Regions from separate parts of the Danio rerio genome. Here region 2 is linked to region 1. A link is a contact called in public Hi-C data. All regions are on one chromosome and are shown on one strand. The core of a region is the stretch at or near the end of the contact, and the rest is flanking DNA. Distances in the headings are between cores, read along the strand shown. Region 1 has its middle 20 kb from the start of ankef1a. Region 2 holds the start of sccpdhb (saccharopine dehydrogenase b).

The links. Hi-C and Micro-C count contacts between places; a contact is called where the count stands out from the background.
Region 2: a Hi-C map of an unstated tissue shows a contact between it and region 1, with 8 times the contacts expected there. The contact joins the promoter of sccpdhb here to the enhancer-like site in region 1. A contact is called at or near these places in 3 of 18 Hi-C or Micro-C datasets (caudal fin, embryo and an unstated tissue).

The regions. Positions count from the first base shown.
Region 1 is chr20:38,177,733-38,182,861 of GRCz12tu, reverse strand. It overlaps a transcript of ankef1a not described here. Among named protein-coding and RNA genes, the nearest start is that of ankef1a, 20 kb to the right of the region's middle. Within about 2 kb of position 3,656, at least 7 of the 62 cell types and tissues checked have an H3K27ac peak or open chromatin away from gene starts, as enhancers often do.
Region 2 is chr20:38,274,306-38,279,453 of GRCz12tu, reverse strand. sccpdhb (saccharopine dehydrogenase b) reads left to right here and starts at 3,477. Exons shown (of 12, transcript NM_001005574.1): 1 at 3,477-3,879. The coding sequence starts at 3,681. It overlaps LOC110438184 (a long non-coding RNA gene), which reads right to left and starts at 3,895. Exons shown (of 2, transcript XR_002456236.2): 1 at 3,437-3,895. It also overlaps a transcript of cnstb not described here.

The sequences.
Region 1 (5,129 bases), core at 2,407-4,906:
GGCAGGCAAATCATTTCAGACGGAGCAAAACAAAGACTTGGCACAGCACTGTGTGACCAAATTTACAAAAGTAAAACACACATGTATTACTAATTAAATAGAATCATTTTTGGTTGTTACGAATATATATTTCTTATGCTGACCAAATTATTTTTTTCAAAAATGTAGTAATACTGTAAAATATTACATTTTAGAAACTATTTTGATTTAATATTCGAATATTTTTTCTTTTCTAAAATTCTGTTTCTATTTTCATACATTTTATAATGTAATTAATTTCTGTGATAGATAAGATTAATTGATTGTCATTTTTTCCAAAGTCATGATACATGATATGCTTTCTGCAGAATTATTATCAGTTTTCATTAGTGATATTTATTAATTTTAAAATAATACTAATTATTATTAGATTCTGAATATTTTGATGGAAACTATAATGCATTTTCCAGAATTCTTTAGCAAATAAAATATCAAAAGACTATCGTTACTTTTACAGTATTAGTCTGCTGTACTTATATACAGTATCAGGTGTCAAACACCTTTTAATGTCAGTATATAAAGGTTTAAACGGAAATATTAAAGCAAAAAATAAATTAAATAAAGAGCATCAAATCAGTATTTTAAAATGATTTCTGCAGCATTATGTGACAGAAGACTGAAGAAATGATGCTGAAGAAAACCAAGCTTTAACATCACAGGAATAAATGACATTTTGGGAGAAAATGTAAACAAGCAACAGTTTAACTTTTTTAAATTGTAGTAATTTAATCACATTTTAATCAAATAAATCTTTGGTAAGCATTTGATAGTTCTATCAAAAGCAAGAAATTCATTTAATGTCATATATTGTATATATAGTTGAAGTCAGAATTATTAGACCCCCTGTTTATTCTTTCCCCATTTTTTGTTTAACCGAAATAAGATTTTTTTTCAACACATTTCTAAACATCATAGTTTTTAAAACACATCTCTAATAACAGATTTATATTATATTTGCCATGATGATAGTAAACAATATTTTACTAGATATTTTTCAAGACACTTCTATACAGCTTAAAGTGACCTTTAAAGGCTAGGCTGGTTAGGGTAATTAGGAGAGTCATTGTATAACGATGGTTTGTTCTGTAGATTATCGAAAAAATATAGCTTAAACAGGCTGATAATATTGACCTTAAAATTACTTTTTAAAAAATTTAATCTGCTTCTATTCTAGCCGAAATAAAACAAATAAGACTTTCTCCAGAAGAAAAATATTAACAGACATACTGTGAAAATTCCCTTGCTCTGTCAAACATAACTTGGAAAATAATTAAAAAAGAAAAAGAATTGAAAGATGGGCTAATAATTCTGACCAACTGTATGCTACCTGAAAAAAGTCTTGTCGTCAATCCCAGTTGTAAGAGCAATAAATAATAGCTTGACTTTAGGTTGATCGTTTGGAAAAGTGGTAGAAGGTAAATTTTCCCGATGAATCCTCTGTTGAACTGCATCCCAATCATCACAAATACTGCAAAAAGACCTAAGATCCTAAGAACCCGCATGGACCTAAGATTCTCGTAGAAATCAGTCAAGTTTTGTGAAAAAAACATCATGGTTTGGGGTTACATTCAGTATGGGGGCGTGTGAGAGATCTGTAGAGTTGATGGCAACTTCAACAGTCTGAGGTATCAGGACTTTTGTGCTGCCCATTATGATAATATCCATAGGAGAGGGCAAATTCTTCAGCAGGATAGCGCTCCTTCTCATACTTCAGCCTCCACATTAAGTTCCTGAATGCAAAGAAGGTCAAGGTGATGCAGGATTGGCCAGCCCAGTCGCCAGACATGAGCATTATTGAGCATGTCTGGGGTAAGATAGAGGAGGCATTGATGATGAATCTAAAGAATCTTGATCTCCTTCTTTGTCATTCCAGATGACTTTATTAATAAGTTATTTGAGTCATTGCAGAGATGTATGGATGCAGTCCTCCATGAGAATCAGACACAATATTAATTATTTTTCCACTGGACCATGACTTTATATTCTATACTGTACATTATTTCTGTTAAGTGACAAGACTTCTAAGCAAAGTCAGACCTTACAGTACTAATTAAATAATTAATAATCAAGGCATGATGATATTTTATTTAGGTAAACTAAGCTTAATCTAGAGGCCAAGACCTTTGTCAGCTAGTGTTTAAGAAATCTGTAATATATATATATATATATATATATATATATATACATATATATATATATATATATATATATATATATATATATATTTTTTTTTTTTTTTTTCTAAAATCCTGTTAAACACAGCAATGTTCTTGAGTATAAAGATAAAAAACAATGTCAGTTGAGATTAATTGACATGCACGCATTAATGTGCAAACATACGCCCATGTAAAAACAATGTGTATCTGTGTACTCTTTCCTCTTAAAAGATCTTGTTTGTACTGAAGCCAAGAGCATTGATTTTATTAAATATTCACACCATTTCCATCCCTGACTCACCCCACACTACTCTGTGTTTCCCACATCTACAGTGAAGAATGTCACCAACGGGTTCACACTCACACTATCACTTTCATTCGCCCTGTCCTTCTCTCTCTGACGCACTCTGAGCCACCCCTATTTCCCTCTCTCTCTCTGCCACTCTCACATTTGCTCTTTTGTTGTTTTATCTTCTCTTCCTCAGCCTCCGTATCAAACATAGTCAAAAATTGGATTCAGACACACATGCAAACACCAAAATCCATATATATCGCTCCGTTGCTAGTTACAGTATCTGATAATTGACACAAATTCTCCATAATCTGATGGATGTGTGGAAAGCCAGTAATTTCAATAGCCTTGATTTATAAGTGTTGGTTTTGACCATTTATTTTGTTATGTAACCATACTCAACAGAGCTTGAAGGCAAAGCAATCTAACGATCTAATTCTGTGGTAAACGCTGGTATCAGCAGACATGGGCGCTTTTAATCAGATCCACGTCGTACAAATACAAAACACCTTATCTCTGTTTTTCAGATGCCAGTGTTGACATTTACTGACGCTGCGGTTACAGTAAATGTGTTTCTACGTTGATTTGGCACTCAGATTTATTTCTTTAACGCTGTGCGAATGCTTTTTGCTAAATTGTGGTATTTCACTATTGATTTTTGAGCAAAAAAATGCATCAGAAAGACAGCAGCTATGATTCAAAAAGCATAAAATCCATAAATGCATATGCTGACTAAAACTTCAACTACATGTGATCTAAATTAAAGATCAAAATGCAACTCTAAACAATCACAATTGTCTTGGCTGCCATTTTGCAGCACTGTGCTGAGGCTGTAACACAAGAGTCCCAAAGGAGCTTAGAACAACCATCCAAAACACGCTGTAAATGTAAACACTATGGCGCCATCTGTTGGCCAAACAGATCAACAGCGAGATAAAAAAAATACAAGAGTGGCGCATTTACTTATACCAGAAAGAATCTAGAATCTACTCCAAGGCCATTGCTGTCTTAGTAGAGAAAATACAAATGGCTTACATTAGCAGACAGTTTTAATGTACTCATTTCCACTACAACTAAGTCAGACCTGGCTAATCAGTAGTTACTGTATCCATTTTAGTTAAAGCTAGCTTGGTTTTCTGAGATAAACAACATGAGGGGTTTTGCGCAACGCTGCCTGTGGTGAAAGGCCTGTACTCAGCACAGCCGACAGACGCTGAGACATGGAGGAGACTAACTGCATGCCAGCACGTAGGCAGCAGCTCTCATCTCATGCCTCTCCTAAACGCATAATCAATCTTACTTACCGTACCTCCCTCTCTGAGACGACAGAGAAACAGCCGTGAGACGTGCGCTATAATCCCTAAGTCACTACAGCATCAAACAAACAGTATATAAGTACCAAAACTACAGATGCCCAATGCTAAATATGATTTTATTATGGTAAGGAAGGTTGGAAGATAGCCAGGGCCTGGTGATAAAATGGAAAAGGTCCCTGTTTTCTTCCTGCATCTAAACATGCCTACTTTTATACCACTTAAAAGGCAATCAACAGTATGTGAGTTGAGTAGTATGTACAAATTTAAAGTAGGCAACGAGAGAGGATTTGTGAATGGCAAGTGAAGCAACACAATTGATAGTGTATGTGACATACAGTGACAACCTGCAGATATTCCACCAATTAGTGTGTGTATTAAAGGCTCAGTTCACTCCAAAATGAAAATTCTGCTATTGATTGTCCTCATGTTGTTCCAAAACTCCCTTACAAACACAAATTAATATTGTGAAATCTGAGAGCTCCCTCATCCTCTAAAAACGGCAAGCTTTCCAACTCGTTTAAAGTTCAAAAAATACGAAAAAACATATTATATGCCTTCAGAGTTTCAATCAGAATACTATCAAGGATAGATATCAATACATAAACATCAATAACACTAAAATAATGACATTCTCAGGAGTCTAGAATGACACTAGGTTTAGTAGTTCATCACAATTTCATTTGAGTGAACTTACCCTTTAAGACACACTGTATATCTTATTGTCTGTCATGTTGTTAATGTATAGTAAAAGCAAAGACTATAGAATACACAAGATGTGTCACTCGTATAGTTTTGAATGGGGAAAAGTGGCAAATATGGTGAATGAATTCCCGCCTACTAGTACAGGAGCCAATCATCGATCGCTATAGACTGATGTTTATCAGAGGGAGAAGTTTGGACCAGACGTGTGTTTTTACGACAGTTTGGTGGTCAACAAATCCACTGGAATTTCAGCGAATACATGCTTCACAGACATAAGAAATATATCTGAATAAAGCTTTACTTTTAAATTAACCAAGTACACTTGAAAACAAAAGTTTTCTGTTTGTGTAATTTGTATGAAACAAACGTGAGGTACAGTCCCTCCTGTCTGTAAATGCACGTCACATGACAGCAATTACTCAAATGCCCACAAACTTGTAAACAAAGAGTCACTTTTATTTCTGCAAGAGACTCGAGAAAGTTGTGATTTACTTCAGAAGAGCAGCGCGATCTGACAAAGCATTATCCAGAGGATGATAATGTGTAGAACAGCCATAAGTGAGGTTGGTGTCGTGATCTTGTTACTTTCGAGTGCGCATTAACGTTGGCAACCTGAAAATATGG
Region 2 (5,148 bases), core at 2,228-4,727, 97 kb before region 1:
TTTTAGATATAGAAAATTAATTATTGAAAATTTAAATATTTTAATATTAATGTTGCTTATGCGTCAGAATCAGAATCTGCGTTTTTCTGCTTTTTCTTCCCAACTAGTACATGATATCTGCTGAATTTTGACTGAAAATTATACATATACATTTGCAATCAGAATTACCCCTGAATAATTAGCCCCGCTGTGTATTTTTTTTCCCCAATTATTATTTAACGAAGACAAGATTTTTCAACACATTTCTAAACAAAATAGTTTTAATAACTAATTTCTTATAACGGATTTATTTTATCTTTGCCATGATGACAGTAAATAATATTTTACTAGATATTTTTCAAGACTCCTTTTTACAGCTTAAAGTGACATTTAAAGGCTTAACTAGGTTAATTAGGTTAACAGGGCAGGTTAGGGTAATTAGACTATGGAAAACAAAATATAGCTTAAAGGGGCTGATAATTATGACCTTGATATTGTTTTTAAAAAATTTTAAAGCTGCTTTTATTCTAGCCGAAATAAGGCAAATAAAACTTTCTTCAGAAGAAAAAATATTATCAGACATACTGCGAAAATTTCCTTGATCTGTTAAACATAAATCGGAAAATATTTAAAAAAGAAAAAAATTGAATAAGGGGGTAGGATAATTCTGATTGCAACTGTATATATAAGAGTCAATTTAAATATTTAATATCAGAGTTATTTACAAAAACAGATACCACTGTTTCTAGAATTTGTCAGAAATCAAGATTTTTGCAACTATAAAACCATGATTTCTGAAAGTAACAAAATAAAACTCATAATTAGTGGTTTTCCTAAATAATCAATATCTTACTCTTCAATGCACAACAAAAACAACATGATATTGAAAAATTACAAAACAAATGTATTTTTTTTTTTTTTTTGCAAATAAACTCTTCAAATATATTTAGAAAGTAGGTTTATTCTGCAGCTCAACCTTTAAATGTCGATCACTCCTCTGTATGAAAGGAAAATGACCCGAAATGAAATGGAATTGCCACACAGTGCTCCTTCTTGATCATTTAACAACCATTACCGCAATGCTAAATGAACAATGCTTGAAATAGGTGTATAGTTAATTCACAATGTTTAATTAGTTTTTTCCAAAATGTGAATCATCACAAAAACATGCCATAAAAGTCTAAAAACACATTGAATATGGAAGTGTCATTATGAACAGAAAGCTGACTGTTATATTTTTTTTAAATCAGACTAATTCAGTTTTAAGGAATGAACTCTTGTGAAAAAGTTTATTATATAATTAAAAGTAATTTAGAGTTATTTTATTTGTGCACTCACGAAATCAACCCACATGAAAAAATTATATAATAATTTACAGTAAATGAGTTATAGTGTTTTAGAACCACATTATAGTAAAGTATATTATATTGTATCTATTCTAGTCTATAACTCTTTGTAGATAAATGCATCAGCATACTGTAGTATTAACTGATAAACTGTAATAAATCATGTAAAATACTTGCAGTAAACTGTGATGTAATTTAGTATATATATATATATATATATATATATATATATATATATATATATATAGGGTTGTCGCGATACCATTAATAATCTTACGATACTATACCAGCTACCTTGCCATACCAAGTAGTATTTGAATACTATAAGTCATAACATAAATCAAATTATGCTATATTTTATATTATAATAGGCCTACTTAAATTTAATTCATAATTCCTTCAAGGCCAAAAAGTATTATTTGCATGTCACTTCACCTAATATTTATTTATTCCTTTTGTTTATTTTGTAGATAACTGGCCAACAAAAATACATTAAAATAACTGTACAAATTATACCTAATGAAATTTGTTACAAAAGAGCATGTTTGCCAACAAAATTAGGTTATATGAAGTGGTCAAAAAATAGTTTCAATGTTTCCTGTTGCTATTTTGGGGTTTTCATCTATTGTTTTTTAATCAGTCCTATCAGGTAACAATCCAAAGTAAGTTAAAATTTTACTTTGGGAATTCTTTTAAAGATTGCCAGGATTGTTGTAGCTACTAAATCATATTAAGAGGAACAGAAATGAACCGATTTAGATGTGCATTTGAACTGAAGCGTTAGAAATGTGCAATAGGCTACAATAAAAGGTGCGAATTCTACACAGTTTTGCAACCATAAAGAACTCCACAGACTATTAAAATAAAATAGTCCCTCCTGTTCCACAAATGTGTGAGTATTTTAGTGGCTGTTTCACATGCAATATTATCTATGTTGCTACCCTAATACAGTGGAAGTCAGAATTATTAGCCCCCCTTTGAATTTTGTTTCTTTTTAAAATGATGTTTAACAGAGCAAGGAAATTTTCACATTATGTCTGCTAATATTTTTTCTTCTGGAGAAAGTCTTGTATTATTTCGGCTAGAATAAAAGCAGTTTTAATTTTTTTCTGATTCATTTTATATAGTATTTTTTATCGACTGTCTACAGAACAAACCATCATTATACAATAACTTGCCTAATTACCCTAACCTGCCTTGTTTACCTATTTAACCTAGTTAAGCCTTTAAAAGTCACTTTAAGCTGTATAGAAGTGTCTTGAAACATATCTAGTAAAATGTTATTTACTGTCATCATGGGAAAGATAAAATAAATCAGTTATAAGAAATGAGTTATTAAAACTATTATGATAAAATGTATAAAAAAAATCTGCTCTCCATTAAACAGAAATTGGGGAAAAAATAAACAGGGGGGCTAATAATTCTGACTTCAGCTATATATATATATATATATATATATATATATATATATATATATATATATATATATATATATATATATATATATATATATATAAATATATATATATATATATATATATATATATATATATATATATATATATATATATATATATATATATATATATATATTGATATATATAATTGTACAAAACTTACTGTACATTATTATGTAATTTGTCTATTACCTATATTGTATTATATTTATGTTATATTAGATTTTATTATATTATCATAGCAATTATAGAATTACCACAACATTTAGTTCAAGTACTTTACAATAATATGGTTCAATAAAGCACAAACATTACAAAAACCAAACTGTTTTCTACAAATTACTATAGTGTTTTTTATGTGGGAAGGTTAGTGCTGTTGTGGTTAAATCAGATGAATGCATATGAAGTAACTTGTATTAAAAATAATAATATTAATATTTTAAAATAAATGTAAATAAATAGAAACATTCAGTCTAACTTTTAAGTTGACAGCATTTTACTGATTTAATTTAATAAAAGGAAGCTATTTTATTAATTGACATTCAACCGGCGTTTATTGTTTGGTCAGGTGAATTTAAATATTTTTTTCCGTACTTTTATGTATAAAATATGTTACATTGTTAAAATATGTGGTCACAATATCTGAGTATCCACCTGCTTGCATCATTATCTGTAATATCGTCTTTCCAGCGCAAGATGTCGCTCTACTTCAACGTGTGTCAGTTCCTGGATTTTGCACCACAAACGGTTGATGGCCGATCTGCAGTTTATCAGAAACACAATCTGATCAAAAACTGTCTTCAGCAGTATTTCTGCACTGATACTGCAGTGACTGACCCTGGAGGTGCAGCAGAAGTGATCGTCCCAACCTCGTCACGTCACTCGGATCTCAGACACAATGGCGGCGCTCAAAACGTCCAGCAAGAGACCGTATCACCTCATAGTTTTCGGGGCGAGCGGCTTCACCGGACAGTTCGTGGTGGAGGAGGTCGCGCGGATCATTGAAGAGGGTCCAGGCGGGACTTTACAGTGGGCTGTAGCGGGACGAAGTCGACACCGACTGGAAAAAACCCTCAGTCAGGCAGCTGACGCTCTGAGTACGTCTTTCACACTGTTTACATTTGCGTTTGACAGGAACTTATCAGCTTACTCAGTGTCCATAACAATTTAAAACATTAACGAATTGAATAGGACAAAAAGGCTTACTGTGTTTAAAATTAGTGCCACAAAACATCAGTTTTGTACATATAAGTAAGGATTAAAAAAAAAAAAACACATTCAATATATAGCTACAGCATATAGTAGTGGAGAGTGGGGGCAGTTGCAACAAGACTTATTCCTCCATTCAGGAATGAGCTAGTGATGATGTTCATAACTACTACATATTCTTCAATCCTCAGACCCTCCTGAAATCAGCTTAATGTGACCATTCCTTTAGTATAAAACTAATTTTAGGTAAAAAAAAAAAAAAAAAAAAAAAAAAAATATATATATATATATATATATATATATATATATATATATATATATATATATATATATATATATATGTTCAGAAAATTTCTTAAACTGTCTAAACTGTTTTTTTTGAAACATTATTCATTTGTGTAATTTAAGTCACTGTTTTCTTAGCTTTAAATAGGAATAGCTATCAAGCATTAAAGCTATTGTATCTCAGCATAGACAGTTTAATCAGGGTTGACAATTGGGTCCTCAATTACAAAATAAATTTTTAAAGTTTGCCATAACAATGTACATATTATATTTTATCACAGTTTTAATGTAATTTAATTTAAAAAAATGATTTCCTTGATTAACTAACGCATTTCAAAGTTCAAAGAAGTAGTCTAGTAAAGGTTCAGTGTAGAGTTTGAGTGTTTCTATGCCTGATAATTGGTTGTTGCATGTTATTTTAATAATCTGTGTTTATATGGCCAATTTGACGTTTTAAATCATTTACATTTAGTAAATAAAAAATTCAACCTGATGTTTTAAAAAAGAATTATTACATTTCAATGAGTGTTGCAACTGTCCCTGTGGGTTGTTGCAACTGTCCTACTGCTCGGGGTCAGTTGCAATGTTTGACTTTGTCTGTTTAAGTTTAAATTCTGCATATATTATCATATGTACACATATTATAGCAATGGGAGTGGGTGTCCAAGAGATGTGGGTTTATTATATTAAATTTTTGAGATTCCAGAAAAATCTGATTAACTGGAGGAAATGCAAGGAGTGTTGCAACTGTCTCCACTCTCCCCTAATCTAAATAAAGATAAAACACAAAATGTAATATATATAAAATAAATGGTATCTCATTGAGCTTTACTATACTTTTATTATATTACTGTACATTATTTTATTATCAA